Regions from separate parts of the Mus musculus genome. Here all the other regions are linked to region 3. Evidence: chromatin contacts called from public Hi-C, HiChIP or PLAC-seq and promoter capture Hi-C data. All regions are on one chromosome and are shown on one strand. Each heading gives the region's core, a stretch centred on a gene start, on an enhancer-like site or on the middle of the called end of the contact. The rest is flanking DNA. Distances are from core to core; before and after follow the strand shown. Region 1 holds the start of Dcn (decorin). Region 2 holds the start of 4930430F08Rik (RIKEN cDNA 4930430F08 gene). Region 3 holds the start of Galnt4 (polypeptide N-acetylgalactosaminyltransferase 4). Region 4 has its middle 78 kb from the start of Mir3966.

What was found. Promoter capture Hi-C pulls out the DNA fragments that hold promoters and counts their contacts. Hi-C and Micro-C count contacts between places; a contact is called where the count stands out from the background. HiChIP or PLAC-seq counts read pairs in DNA pulled down with a chosen protein or histone mark.
Region 1: a contact with region 3 is called in an H3K4me3 HiChIP or PLAC-seq map of craniofacial prominence, with 11 times the contacts expected there. The contact joins the promoter of Dcn here to the promoter of Galnt4 in region 3. A contact is called at or near these places in 3 of 39 promoter capture datasets (3T3-L1-derived adipocytes, embryonic stem cells and hippocampal neurons) and 1 of 115 datasets of contacts at active chromatin or transcription factors (craniofacial prominence).
Region 2: a promoter capture Hi-C map of liver shows a contact between it and region 3, with 5 times the contacts expected there. The contact joins the promoter of 4930430F08Rik here to the promoter of Galnt4 in region 3. A contact is called at or near these places in 2 of 39 promoter capture datasets (liver and pre-B cells), 1 of 484 Hi-C or Micro-C datasets (CD4 T cells) and 1 of 115 datasets of contacts at active chromatin or transcription factors (embryonic stem cells).
Region 4: a contact with region 3 is called in a Hi-C map of uterus, with 4 times the contacts expected there. The contact joins the enhancer-like site here to the promoter of Galnt4 in region 3. A contact is called at or near these places in 2 of 39 promoter capture datasets (hippocampal neurons and pre-B cells), 1 of 15 datasets of contacts at CTCF or cohesin (large pre-B cells), 2 of 484 Hi-C or Micro-C datasets (B cells and uterus), 11 of 115 datasets of contacts at active chromatin or transcription factors (astrocytes, embryonic forebrain, embryonic midbrain and 7 more) and 1 of 9 other capture datasets (liver).

Annotation. Positions count from the first base shown.
Region 1 is chr10:97,478,075-97,481,133 of GRCm38.p6, reverse strand. It overlaps Dcn (decorin), which reads right to left and starts at 1,634. Exons shown (of 8, transcript NM_001190451.2): 1 at 1,345-1,634.
Region 2 is chr10:100,587,402-100,590,678 of GRCm38.p6, reverse strand. 4930430F08Rik (RIKEN cDNA 4930430F08 gene) reads left to right here and starts at 1,420. Exons shown (of 7, transcript NM_175128.2): 1 at 1,420-1,652. The coding sequence starts at 1,563. It also overlaps a transcript of 1700017N19Rik not described here.
Region 3 is chr10:99,106,740-99,110,011 of GRCm38.p6, reverse strand. It overlaps Galnt4 (polypeptide N-acetylgalactosaminyltransferase 4), which reads right to left and starts at 1,877. Exons shown (of 1, transcript NM_015737.4): 1 at 1-1,877. The coding sequence starts at 1,597. Poc1b (POC1 centriolar protein B) reads right to left here and starts at 2,930. Exons shown (of 12, transcript NM_027740.7): 1 at 2,789-2,930; 2 at 2,136-2,220. The coding sequence starts at 2,803.
Region 4 is chr10:97,343,451-97,346,908 of GRCm38.p6, reverse strand. No RefSeq gene overlaps it. Among named protein-coding and RNA genes, the nearest start is that of Mir3966, 78 kb to the left of the region's middle. Within about 2 kb of position 1,343, at least 4 of the 459 cell types and tissues checked have an H3K27ac peak or open chromatin away from gene starts, as enhancers often do. A contact at or near this core is called in uterus, where this site is marked.

The sequences.
Region 1 (3,059 bases), core at 385-2,884, 1.6 Mb after region 3:
TAGAGCAATTAACTTAAGAGAAATCTTAAGAGTCACTGGTCCTCAACATTTCTTCAGTGTTTTTTTTTTTGTTTGTTTGTTTTGTTTTTTTGTTTGTTTGTTTTTTTTTCCTTTTGTTATAAATGGCAACTAGAACAACAAAAAACAATTTACAAACGAACAGGTTGTGACTGAAGCAACACTATATCTTGTAGAAACTGTTCCTCTCAAATATTTGTAAAGCCATTTTTCCACTAAAAAGAGTTGTTTAAGTTCCGAAATGTCTCACCAAAAGTAATCTGTCTGGCCCCAAAACAATCTTTCTTTATTTACTTAGCTATTTCATCCAGGTTAACTTTTGTATAAACATACTTATACTGTTGTTAGGTGTTTCAGAGTTAAAACTTAACACGTATGTATGAAGTGAATCTGTAAATCCCTCATTTTAAGGTGAATTTAAAACTTCAGTAACAATAGGAATAATTAAAATACAAGCAATAAAAATACATTTGTCCACAAACAAGAACTACAATAAAACCTATGTTTCTTTTGGAGAGGTCTGCTAAAATAAGCAGCTGCAGGAAGAAAAAGCCACAGGCACAGAGATCACTGGAGTCACACACTGGGGCACACGTAACCAGTGGTCCTCTGCTTACTCTGCTTTAAGTTAAAATGAGAATCAACCCCCACCCTCACCTCATAGTGAATGCACCTCATAAGAAAGGTTAATTTGCATCGAAAATATTGACAGAAACATTTATAACCAAAGAGCTCTGCAGCTGTATTATCTCAGATCTTTAACATCATAAATATTTCCTGTGTTCCTTTTCACCTTTCTGGTAATAATTCCTATTCATTTCTGGTGTTGCAGAAGTAGGCATTATATTTCTACAGCCAGAGACTTGTCTTGCTGATGTTTTAAAGATTGTGAAGTATGCAAGAACACAGCACGAGAAGAAACCCTTAAATACCTAATTTAGGCACAAGCAATATGCTAGTTACGAATGCTTTTCTGCTGACAGTTTATAAAGAGCAAAGCATTTCATCAGTACAAACACAAAACTACCAATATAGACAAGTCATGGTGTTAGGTTACAAGTTTTTAATAAGCATATTTGCAAGAACAGAAGCAAGAGCACAAAACCAATGCATTCAAACAGTTTTGCCTTTTTGTTTGTTTGTTTTACCGAGTACTTAACTTCTGTTTTCAAGCAATTCATTTCTAACGTTGTCTAAAGATTACTAAAAGTTTAGCACAGCTTCCTTCTCGTTCCTTTTTCTCACCAGATATTTTCTTCTGCCCTCCACTTGACAGAAGCTTTATTAGCCTGTAGCAGAGTTCAGGACAATTATTGAAAGCCATACCTTTTAATCCGGGTATTTGCCACAGGAGCCCTCAAAGCTGCGATGTAATTAACACTAACTATGCAGCCCAGGCAAAAGGGTTTGCAGGTGTGGAAAGAAGGAGGAGGGGGTGGTGCTGCCCTGTGACTGTCACTGGGTTGAAAACCTCCTGCTTCTACTCCATAGCACAGTTAAGAACTAAGGTTTCACTGCGTGAGCGCATCCAGCTGACACCCACATTAGATCATATGGTAATGATACGTCTCTTGTATTGTAGCCAGAAACTTTATCGGCCCCCTTCTCCCTCCCCCTCCACATTTGCTTTATCCCTTTGCATCCGCCCAGCATTCCAAACTGCTTTTGTAGTCTAGTGGAGCAACTTGATTTGAAATTTGTCTTTTTTTTTTTTTTCTAAAAGATTGTAACTGAAGAATTTGTCTCCCCACCCCCAACCCCATTCCAGTCTCCACCCTTTCCAGTCTTGTTTGTAAGTAGTATTTATTATCCTTCTGAAATGACTTTTTTCCCCCTTGCTTTGGAGATGTGTGGGTCTGGAAAATGGAATGGCATTAATCCTAAAGCTTTTTTAAATGTGGTCTGCAGAGAAGACTAATTAGACTTCCATAGAATTACTCCTGGGCTCTGAAGTTCAAGTGCTCTGGAGTTCTCTGTGCATTTTGAATGCATTTCTATGGTGTTCTGGGACAAAGCCAGAATTTAATCTGGAAAATATGTTGTTTATTATTTTCATTACCTACGGCTTCAAAAACTTCCTTACTGTCTATTCTTTGCTGCTGTTGTTGAATAAAACACATAGAAACTAGACACTGATTACAATAAGATTTAGTTTGTAAGTAAAGAAAAAAATAATAATTTTTATAGATGGGTCCCTTATGTAATTAGGACTTTCTGTGGCTCTTTTTAAATTTCAGTAAATAGGCAGGGGGAGGAGAAGAAAGTGCAAATTGAGTAACATGTTTATTCAGGCAGTGAAGAAAGTTTTTGGAGATTTTATAATTCCATCTCTGGATGCTGTGGGTTGCTCTGTTTGCCTTCCCAGGTTCTGACTCGCATTTTTCTGCTCAGGCCTCCAGGCTCTGATCAGGTGGGGACTTGAAGCCACCATCTATGAAAAAGGAGGAGATTCCCCCTATCCTTCCTTTACCCACCTAAGTGCATGCTTTGACAGGAAATATTTTTTTATTTTTATGGAGCTGGAAGGAATTAAATTCTTGAGAGGGAATCTGAGGGAGGGGGAGGATGTAGCTAGACTTATTTTGACTTCTTTCCCAAGTCTAACTGCCTGTCTTTTAACCTCTCCCTCCACACACTCCATTCTTGCAGAGTCGAAGCATGCTGAGTGATTCTGTTGAGTCCAAGTGTTCGCTGACATTGGTGTAAGGAACATGCCCTTTCTTCTGGCACTAATTGACTTTCTCCTCTGAATGTTGCTTGTATTTATAAGTTTCTTCTGACATGCGATAACTCCTTGCTCATTGCCTCACTCCCAGAAAACACACATAGTCCCTCTAACACAGTTACTATAGTCATTGTCTTTCTTAATCGATGATTTGTTTCTTAGCAACACTGAACTTCACTCTAGTGAGTCAGGACAAATTGTGGCAGCAGTCATTGCCTAATGTAGAATAAGACAGGAGATGAAAGCAAAGAAATAGGAAAGAAAAGTAGAATAAAGTTGGCAAGAGGAAACAAAAGATGCATATAAATTAGTTTGA
Region 2 (3,277 bases), core at 171-2,670, 1.5 Mb before region 3:
CATTAGACTAGAAGCACAGTTTACATCTATAACCTGATCTTGTGATGTTTTCCTGCTGTGGACTCTTCTGTTCCTGTTGGAAACCTTTCTCCAGGCATTTAAGAAGCCAAAATATAGCTGTTGGTCCTTCCAGAGAGAGACTTAGAGCAAGTGGAATGTTTTTGGAAGATTATCTTTTCTAAGAAATGGCAGAATGTTGGATCTAGAATATTCTGTGGCAGTTTGGGAAATGACAGTTGAGAGCTTTCAAAGGTCATTTAATTGTCTGAAACCTACAAGATGGGCTGTTGCTTAGGATTCCTCTAGAGCCTCAAAGAAGGTACCAACACTTGACTTTAAAAGGCTAAAACGTTTCTAGTTTCAATACAACCCAGCCAGAAACTTGTAACTTGTAGGTCCTCTCTCCCTACACCAACCCCTTTGTTTTGTGTAAAATTGTGTGTGTTTAGGTATATTTCCCTCCCTCCCTCCCTCCCTCCCTCCCTCCCTCCCTCCTTCCCTCCCGAGTCAGTAAACACAAAACTGTAAACTTGTTTTTAAGAACATTTTATTCTTTGAGAGTCCCCTGACATATACATGCTTTCAAGTGAGACAAGGTTATTTGATTTTTTTTTTCAAGAACTAAGTAAGTAAAACGCTAGGCAGTAGGATACCTGCTGATTAAACATTTATAAAAATATTAATTGGAATTATAAAACAATTGTGGAAACATAAATTGGCTTCTTCAATTACCTAAGATAGTAAGGGCAAAAATCTCCCTGTGATTTCAGGTTTTAATGAGATAGGTCTACTACTAGAATATATTTTTTATTCAAGCATCAATTTTATTATTTCCTTGTAATGTCCTTTTAGACAGTAAGTCAAATGAAGCTGTTTCAAGTCTTTTGTTGGATTCCCAAGAAAAACTCGACAGAGATTTTTGTTATTTCTATGTTTTTGAACTTGTTTAATTTTTACTCTCATTGGAAAGGTTATCAAAAAACAAACTGTACACTGCGTGGTGATTAATTCAAACAAATTCAGTTTTGTTCATTGTAAGGTTTGTTTGTTTGAATGTTTTTCCTGGGAAGTCAGTTTTTCTGTCAGAACATTAGGGAATGTCTGAAAGTATTTTCTAAACTTCTCTGGGTTTCCAATCCCTTACATTTGATAGAAAATAAGCAGGTAAGAGAGTTTCATTAGAAACATGCTAAAATGCATCCTAAAGTGATTTATTACTTATAACTTAACATTAATTCCCGAAAACATCATCGATACTAAGTAGTGGCCAAGTATACAACATCGGGTAACGGTTCTTTTATTTTTATTTTTAATTGGACATCAAAACACAGGGGAATCACGCATGTGGAGGCGCATGCTCTGTAGCCTCGCGGTCGCACTACAATTCCCAGAATGCACCGCGACTAGGCGGTCGCTTCCGGTAGTGAGTCCCCGCCTCTCTCCGGAGTGGACCTTGGTGGTGCAGTTAGGATCTTCTGGCTGGTGTTTGGATTCTAGCTCATTTCTGCAGACTTCCTCCGCCCGGGGCCCAGCGCAGTGGAGACAGGTTGCGCGTGGGCAACATGAAGCGCCTGGGCTCGGTGCAGCGGAAGATGCCGTGTGTGTTTGTGACGGAGGTGAAAGCTGAGCCTTCAGCCAAGCGGGAGCATCAGGTACCCGGCGGCGAGTGCTGCTGGGCGGCTCCTCCAGTGCTGCGCTGCTGCCCCGGAGCCCAGCACGTTTTACCCGGGAGGTCTGGGTGAAGTTCCCATTTCCCCTGACCTCCAGCTTCTTGTATCTTCTTAGTTGCAAGGAGTGTGGGAGAGTCCTTTGTAAATTGTATCCTCCCCGATCAGGTGATTCAAACGTGTTCTGGCAGATTTGAAAACCTACTTGGTCATCTTCCCTTAACAGCACTGGAATAATGAGATATCATGGTAGTCTAACATGGAACTACTGTCAAAAGTCTGATGAGAAGGCATTGTTTACCTGTTGTGTGCTAGGCACCTATGGCATTGCTGACAGCTAGCCTAACTAGGTCACGCAAATCAGACCTCGTGTAATTTCTTGCTTAATTTGAGTTCTCATCCGAAGGTGTACTAGTCGTATTGCTACGTGTTTTACACATAGTGAGCCTTTAGTGAAAGTAAGAGAATGAATATATAGATAGCTTATATCAGTATGGTTCTTTGATATGTAGCAGTTCTTAACTTCTCACTCAGGATCTGCATGTGCATCTGAAGTGACTTTTCAACATTACCGCTGAACCTTTGGCCCTCTGGTCTTTTTATTTTTTTATTTTTTGTAATTAGCGTACAAAGAGGTTTCCTCGTGTCATTTTCTTAATAATTTAGGTTGTCCCCTCTCCCCTTCAACAAACTTCACAAGCTCCCTGTAATCTCCAAATCTCCAGCTCGCTCCCCCACCCCCCACTCCCGCTACCATTTTGGTGCTCTATCACTCTCCCATCACCTTTAGAGCCTGACTCTTAACACAGATGAACAGATAAACTCTGGGCTGGGGCAATATGGGAGACTCCATTAGAGGGGGGCTTCTTCTCTGACCTTGTTGGGGAATTCTAAGCCCTCACATAGCCTGCAGCCTCAATTAGCACACAGGACCATTCTCTTTCTAATGGAAAGAACAGCACTTGAGATTCCTTAAAAGCTTCTTCCCTAATGAGGCATTTTGGTAACCTAAACCCTCAGCCAATGAATGACCTTTCTGCCCATCCCACCCTCAGACACTCAAAACATAAGCCTTGAATCACCCAAAGTAATATGCCTCCTGATAGTTGGTCGCCGTGTGGGTATTCACAGTATACATTCACAGGGCTTCCGAATCCTCTTGCACCCACTACGCGACCTCTGCCATCTCTGTTCGCTTGTGGACCATATTGGTCTCTGATCCAAGAGACTGGGGAGACCCACAGGTTAGTAGCTCAGGATAAACCCCAGAGTATTGCACATGCTAGATGAGAAATGCTTCCCCGTGCCCGTTGAGCTCCATCCCTGTCCTGTAAGATGCTCTGTGACTTGAAGGTCTTATGCAGATCATCATGTAAGACCATCACAGCTGACATGCTGACCAGAGATGACATGCTAAGAGAAGAGAAATGTGATGTTTGATCATGTTGTTGAGGAGATCAGTCATGAAAAGGGTGCATTCATGAAGCATTTTGACTTTGGCTTTTTAAAGAAATTGTCAATTTTAGGAACTGCTGGTTTTGTTTTGTTTTGGAGGAACATTGAAAGGAAGACTAGAATTACCCCAGAAAGTTCTTAGTGATACATATCTC
Region 3 (3,272 bases), core at 628-3,127:
AATGCCAAATGATGTTCACTGGAACTGGGAGCCCGTCTTTGGGGCAGTTTTGCATCCCTACATAATCCTTTTGTTGGGGGACCTCTGCACATAATTCAGTCACGGAATTGAATCTGATTTCTTTGTTTGAAGTATATTCAAAGAACTGATTGCCTCCTTGACCGTGGCATCCAAACAACGAAAGATTAGCCCCCGTAGGGTTGTTGTCGGGAGCGTTATAATCTAAGCACTCGGAAGAGATGCCCATGCTGCGGATGGCTCCGTGCCAGCCAGGTCTATCCTCGGGGACGTGTAAGTTAGAGAACACATTTTTCAGATACCAGTCGAAGCTCTTACATTTCAGCCGTTCCCTTAGTAACTTCCTTTCAGAAAGATCGCCATAGGCCTCTTTCCGAGCTGGGGGGTTTCGGTTATAGAAATGCTCTTTGTATTCATCCATCCACACTTCGGCCGCCCGCGCGGTATTCTGTAGGAAGTTGGGGCGAGCATAGGGCGCGCGCTTGGGAAACACGTGGCCCACGTGCGAGCATGGGTGGATCTCCAGCTTGCCGCCACACTGCCAAACCCTGAAAGACAACTCAAGGTTTTCGCCTCCCCAGACTTCCATGCCAGTGTCATAGGTGCCCAGGTACTGAAAATACTTCTTGCTGACAGCAAACAGTCCTCCTGCCATGGTGGGGGACCTGATGGGGTCAATTCTTGACGTTCGCCTGTCCCTTTCATGTTTGGGGACAGAATGCCACTGGAAGGTCAAACGCCAGTCAAACCCACCAATCATGGGCTCCCCGGTCTGCATGTAGAATTCGAAAGTGTTCCAGTCAATAGTGTCGATGACAGGACATACGATTGCGGTTTCGTCTCTACTGATCCTCTCCAAAAGTGGTTCCAACCAACCAGTGTTACACTCACAGTGACAATCCAGGAAAGTGAGGACATCCCCGGTGGCAAAAGTGGCCCCAATTAGACGGGCCCGGACCAGCCCCTCTCTCTTATTGGTTCTAATCAAGCGAACTCTCTCCAGGTTGCTGATGTAAGTTTCAAGTTGCGCCTTCAAATAAATTCTATCACTCAAGTCATCCACCAAGATGATCTCCTTTAAAAGCACAGCTGGAGAAGTTTCTAAAACACTGTGAATGGTCCGAAGCAGAGTGGACCAGGCTTCGTTATAGAAGGCGATGATAACGGAGGTGGTGGGGAGCGACCTGTAGTGGAACTTCTTGGCTTTACACTCATACATTCTTTTATCCTCTATGTGGCGGTGCAGGGAGATCCTGTCACTGAGGTAAATGTTGATGGCATATCTCTCAATAAGTTCTTCTTGCTGCTTCAGTTCCCCCTCGTTGAGCTGGAGTTTGCTTGCTCTCCCCCATTCCCCAAGAGCATGGGAATCTGCAGGGGGCTTTATATAAAGAGGCTGAGACAAATCCTCTTCCCTTGTATCAAGGTCCGGGAGCCGCCTTGGCCCCAGCTCCCTGGCACCGCCGGCTCCTGGAGAGGCATACAAAGTGGAGACTGAGAACTCCACCAGAATATAAGCCAGTGTTAAAAGGGCCAGCAGCAGGCAGCTCTTGCCTGCCCAGGTCCACCTCACGGCCATCCGGATCCTCACGGGTCGTGTGTAGACGCGGCCACCGAGCCAGCACGCGGGGAAAGCGCCGCGGATCCTGAAGCTGGAGTTCCCGGCTCAGGTAGGGGCGAACTTCCGAGAAGGTTCCTCCTTTCATGTAGGCGCTCGGCTCCTTTCCGACACCGGAGTTTCCCAGGGGTCACTTGAGACCCCCTCGCTCCCCGGCCTCTGGTGGTGCTCAACTGGTCGGTCCCCACTTCCTCCTGCTCGTCTCAGAACTTTTCACAAACTCTCCAGCCAATACTCCACCCTCCTCGGGCCGATCACAAACCCCTCCCCTTCCCACTCACTCCTCCTGGTGGTTAGTTCACGAAAGTTGTCTGTCAGGCCGGGACCAGTCGAGTCCTTACCCAGCAAAGACCCAGGGACCCAGAGTGGCCGGGTACATCCCATCGCGCCTGGCTCACTCAGGCAGGGATGGAAGAAAGGCTTTCTGCCAAGTGAGCTTTGGTTACTGTCAGAAAAGGAAAGAAGAAAGAAAGGAAAAACAAAAACAAAAACAACTTACCAATTTGTTTGCAGTTGGGGCTGAAGTCAGCGGAGGTGATGGCAGCTTTGTGACCTTTAAAAGAACGTTCCAGAATCGGATCCTCCTAGGATGGAAAGTTGTTAGGTTTGAAAGCAGGTGCAGAATTCCAGCTCTCGACATCAGACGTCAACGTTGCCTGTCCCCCGGGATCGAAGAGGAGGACCCCGCAGCATCAGCGGGCAGCGAGAGAGGCGTGGGCATTACAACCCGGCTGAGAGGCTCGGGCACTGCCCCAGCTTCCATCCGGAGGGGTCCCCACCATCGGGAGGAACCCCCAGCCCAGGCACCAGGGCGAGCCGCCGAGGGACCCGCCCACCGCACCGAGCTGCAGATGCTCGCCGAAGCCTCCCGCGCTCTTTAAACCTCCCTGGTGATTCTGACGCAGGCGCGCCGCGGGAACCCAGCCGGCGAGTCCCGGAGCCAGCTCCGCCTCAGCCCCGAGCGCCGGGATCTCTCCGGGAGCAGCGCTCACCGCTCAACCCGGGCACGGCGTCCCGCTCCGGGGAGGTGAGCGAGCTGCGGAGCTCCGGGTCTCGGGGCTACCTCCCAGGCCTGCCAGACTCGGCGTGGTTCCCCTCCTCCCGGTCCCGCCGCCCAAGGATGATCGGCTCCGGTAGCGGCGGGGACCTTACCAGGCCGGAGGCCATGCGGGGAGCGGACGGCGCCCGGGGCCTTGGGGGACCAGGGAGGGGTGGGGACGAGGGGGGACCGTGCGGCGCCCGGAACCGTCAGACTGGAGTGCGGGCGCTTCCCGGTCACTACAACAACGGCGGCCCAATCAAAGCCCGCGCTCCAGGCGTGGCCAGACGAGCCCCGAGACGCCGCGCGCGCGCGCGCTGCCGACAGCCGAGAGCCTGGCGGGAGCGCGCCGCGGGGGGTCCGCCGCGCGCGCACACAGCGAGCCCCGCGAGCTTCGGAGGTAGCGGACTACCGGGTTGTTGTCGGGAAGCGGGTTGGGACTTGGAGAGAGAGAGAGATGTGATCGGTGGTGGCGAAGCGGAGGAGAGTCGGTGATCGATGCAATCAGGATTCTATTACACCTTAAAGAGAACGGCGCCCAACTCGGCTACTCCGGAGAGGGGAGCTTGGGTGCACAAGCTAGACAGTAACAGGACG
Region 4 (3,458 bases), core at 94-2,593, 1.8 Mb after region 3:
AGTAAGGGCATAGCAAGCTTGAAGACTTGAGTTCAAAGATTCCTGGTGGAAAGAGGAGAAAACCACCAATTTCCATGAGGTTGTCCTCTACTGACTAAGCTCTGCATTCTCTCTCTCTCTCTCTCTCTCTCTCTCTCTCTCTCTCTCTCTCTCTCTCTCTCTCTCTCTCATAGATCTTTCATACTCACATATACCACACACATGCACACACACACATACATTCACACAGGACACATGTAAAAAAATTTAAAGGTAAAATCAAAGGGTTACTGTGTAAAACAGAAAAACCAGTCCTGCCTGGATAAGGGCTCAGTGTAGTACTTACAGTGAGTACTTACATCGGACTCCATCTAGCCCATTGGATGGAGAAGCCTTGCCTAAGTAATGCTCCTTACAGTCTAGCTAAAGTAGCAGTGGGTGAAGTTTTCTAGATTGACAGTCATCAACTGGGACCTTCTGGAAAACCACGCACAGCCACTGAGGCATTGGCAGTCTACAGCTACTTTGAAACAGAGCAAAAACATATTCTCTCCCTAATCTTAATTTTGTGCAAGAGAATTTCAGAAGCCAGGGCCTGAGTAAGTACTGTGCTCTGAAAGTAGCCTTGATGCTTCCCATGGCTGCCAGCTGCAGTATCTGTTGGCACCTGACTCTTCTCTCCTGTAGGTGTCATTGTCTTTCCATCATTGTAAAATCAGGAGTCATTGACCTTGTCAGTGATCTTAACCAATGGCCTTAACCTCCCTGAGATTCCCTTCCATTATCCATGCCAGGAGGCTACTTGTATTATCGTGGGGCCCGGCAGTACCGTAGGGTCCTGAACAATGTCCCTCGTTGTCAGGACTCAGTAATAACAACCAGTAACTGATATTGTTGCTGTTACTTTGGGACTTAACCCAAGAGTCCACACATAATTCATGTTCATTATACATGGATTAAATTCAAGACCTGATATGGAGCTCTTATAAAAGCATGGCGACTTTTCTCTAGCTTCCAGAACCCTCTCTGACTCCCAGTGGTTGTTTACCAGTGTTTCAACAGTAAACAAACTTAGGCTTTGTTGAGAATCCAATGGAGGTCCACTGTTACTAACTTTGTATTTTCATGATTAGTTAAAATGTCCTGGCACAAATACATCATAATTTATATGAGTTTTTGTGTGATCTGCATTTCTGGTACTGGGTTCAAGGTGACCCTTTTCCCCACCCACCTAGGGAGATGGATAACCCAAAGCATTTTCTCCTTTAAGAAATCTAGAAAGTGACAGCTAGAAAGAAAGGTGGTAAGACGGTGTCACAAAAACATCGGACAGAGATCCTGGCCAAGGCAAGAGTTGCTGCAGAGGCTTGGTACTGAGTTGAGCTGCACTGCCATCTGGTGGACATGTGCCGTGCTGGCCAGGTGCAGCATTTCAATGAGGGTTTCTTAAGATGAAGACATGTCAAGGTTACCTTTCTCCAACTCTTGGATACGCAAGATAGGAATCTAATAAAATAGATGACAGATTTTATATTACAGAGGAGTAATGTATAGCCACCAGATTTGAGACCATACGCAAACGTCTGCGTTTTCATGTTGCTACTTAAGTTTTCATGAACCTCAGTGATCTAATGTTTAAAATGAAACTCCCTTTTTCATTAATTGTTGTTACATACATGTATGTGTGTGTATACATATGTGTGTGTCCTGCATTTAACACATGTATAATTAACATGTGTTATATGTAGACGTATGTGTTAAGTCACAAAGGAACAATAGCAATATTGGTAATATACACCAATACATATCCCTAAATGTACCCTTCTCAGTCTGTCTAATGTCACAAGTATGCGTGTTTTCAGGGCTGACCATTTGATTTTGGACCAATTGACCAACTGATCTGCTCTTCCCCAGGGAAGACGACTCTTTTCCCAGAATTCTTCACACATTTGAATGAGAGCAAGGAGGGACACGAGAGAGTGTGTTTGGATGAAGGAGATGGAAGAAAGGCACAAGTTGTGGACTTTTATATCTCAAAAAATAAAAGTAATATAGCATTGAACCCTGCCATTGTTGTAAGTATAAACTGAATGATTTGTGAAAGGACATAAAACAATATATTATTAAAGAAAAAACAAATATTTTAAGTGTAGATATGGAAGGCTACATGTGAGATACAGTCATAGCCTCATCTAGGAGTCTGTACCAGGCCTATGCCTATACTATATAGCACACAAAAGGTAAGATACCAAAGGTTTATCTTTAGAGAAATATCAGCCCTGTAGTGAAGAAATATGTTAATTCTTGAAACAAACACTATATGAGAAGATTTAGTAGAGGTCAAGCATGCCACATACTTAGTTCTGTCACACAAGGAGATATCCATACGATCTTGGCAGAGAAACATAAAATATAACTTTATTTGAATTGGGTCTTACACAAATATTAATCCCAGGCCAGGGTAAGTGAGGATAGCCAGAGGAAATTTTGAAAGTAGAATATTAATACTGAGAAAGAAATTATTATAAAGGATAATATTATCCTACAGTTAAGAAAATATCACTCTCCTCAAAATCCCATGGTTTGTGCCATGCACAATAAAATTTATGCTCTCCCAGAAGACATATTCTTCTGCTAATCAATAAAAACAGGAAAATTTGCCTGGTAAGCAATCAACAGGTGACCATATACTTTTTATAAAGCAGCACCTTCCCATGTTTAGAGGAATGGGGGATTTCCAAAATTTACTGAGGAGCTGGCTACATTTTTTATTTTTTATTATTATTATAGCCTACCCTCTGACTGTTCCTCATCCCATACCTCCTTTCACATCTCCAAGGTGATGCCCCCAATCCCCACCCCCCACCCCACTCCCCTAGACCTCCCCATTTCCTAGGGCCTCAAGTCTCTCCAGAGTTAGGTGTATATTCTCTGACTGAGTCTAGACCTGCAGTCCTCTGTTGTATATGTGTTGGGGGCCTCATATCAGCTGGTGTATGCTGTCTGATTGGTGGCTCAGTGTCTGAGAGATCTCAGGGGTCCAGGTCAATTAAGATTGGTGATCTTCCTATGCACACACACACACACACACACACACACACACACACACACACAGCTTCTTCCAGCTTTTCCCCAGTTCAACCCCAGGGGTCCCCGATTTCTGTCCATTGCTTGGGTGTAAGTATCTGCATCTGACTATTTCAGCTGCTTGTTGGGCCACTCAGAGGGCAGCCATGCTAGGCTCCTGTCTGTAAGCACACCAGAGTATCAGTAATAGTGTCAGACCTTGGAGCCTCCCTTTGAGCTGGATCCTAATTCGGGCCTGTCACTGGACCTTCTTTTCCTTGGGCTCCTCTCCATTTCTGTCCCTGCAGTTCTTTTAGACAGGAACAATTCTGGGTCAGAGTTTCTGACTGTGGGGTGGTAACCTCATCCTTCCACTTGATGCCATCTTTCTGCTGGAGATGGACTGTACAAGT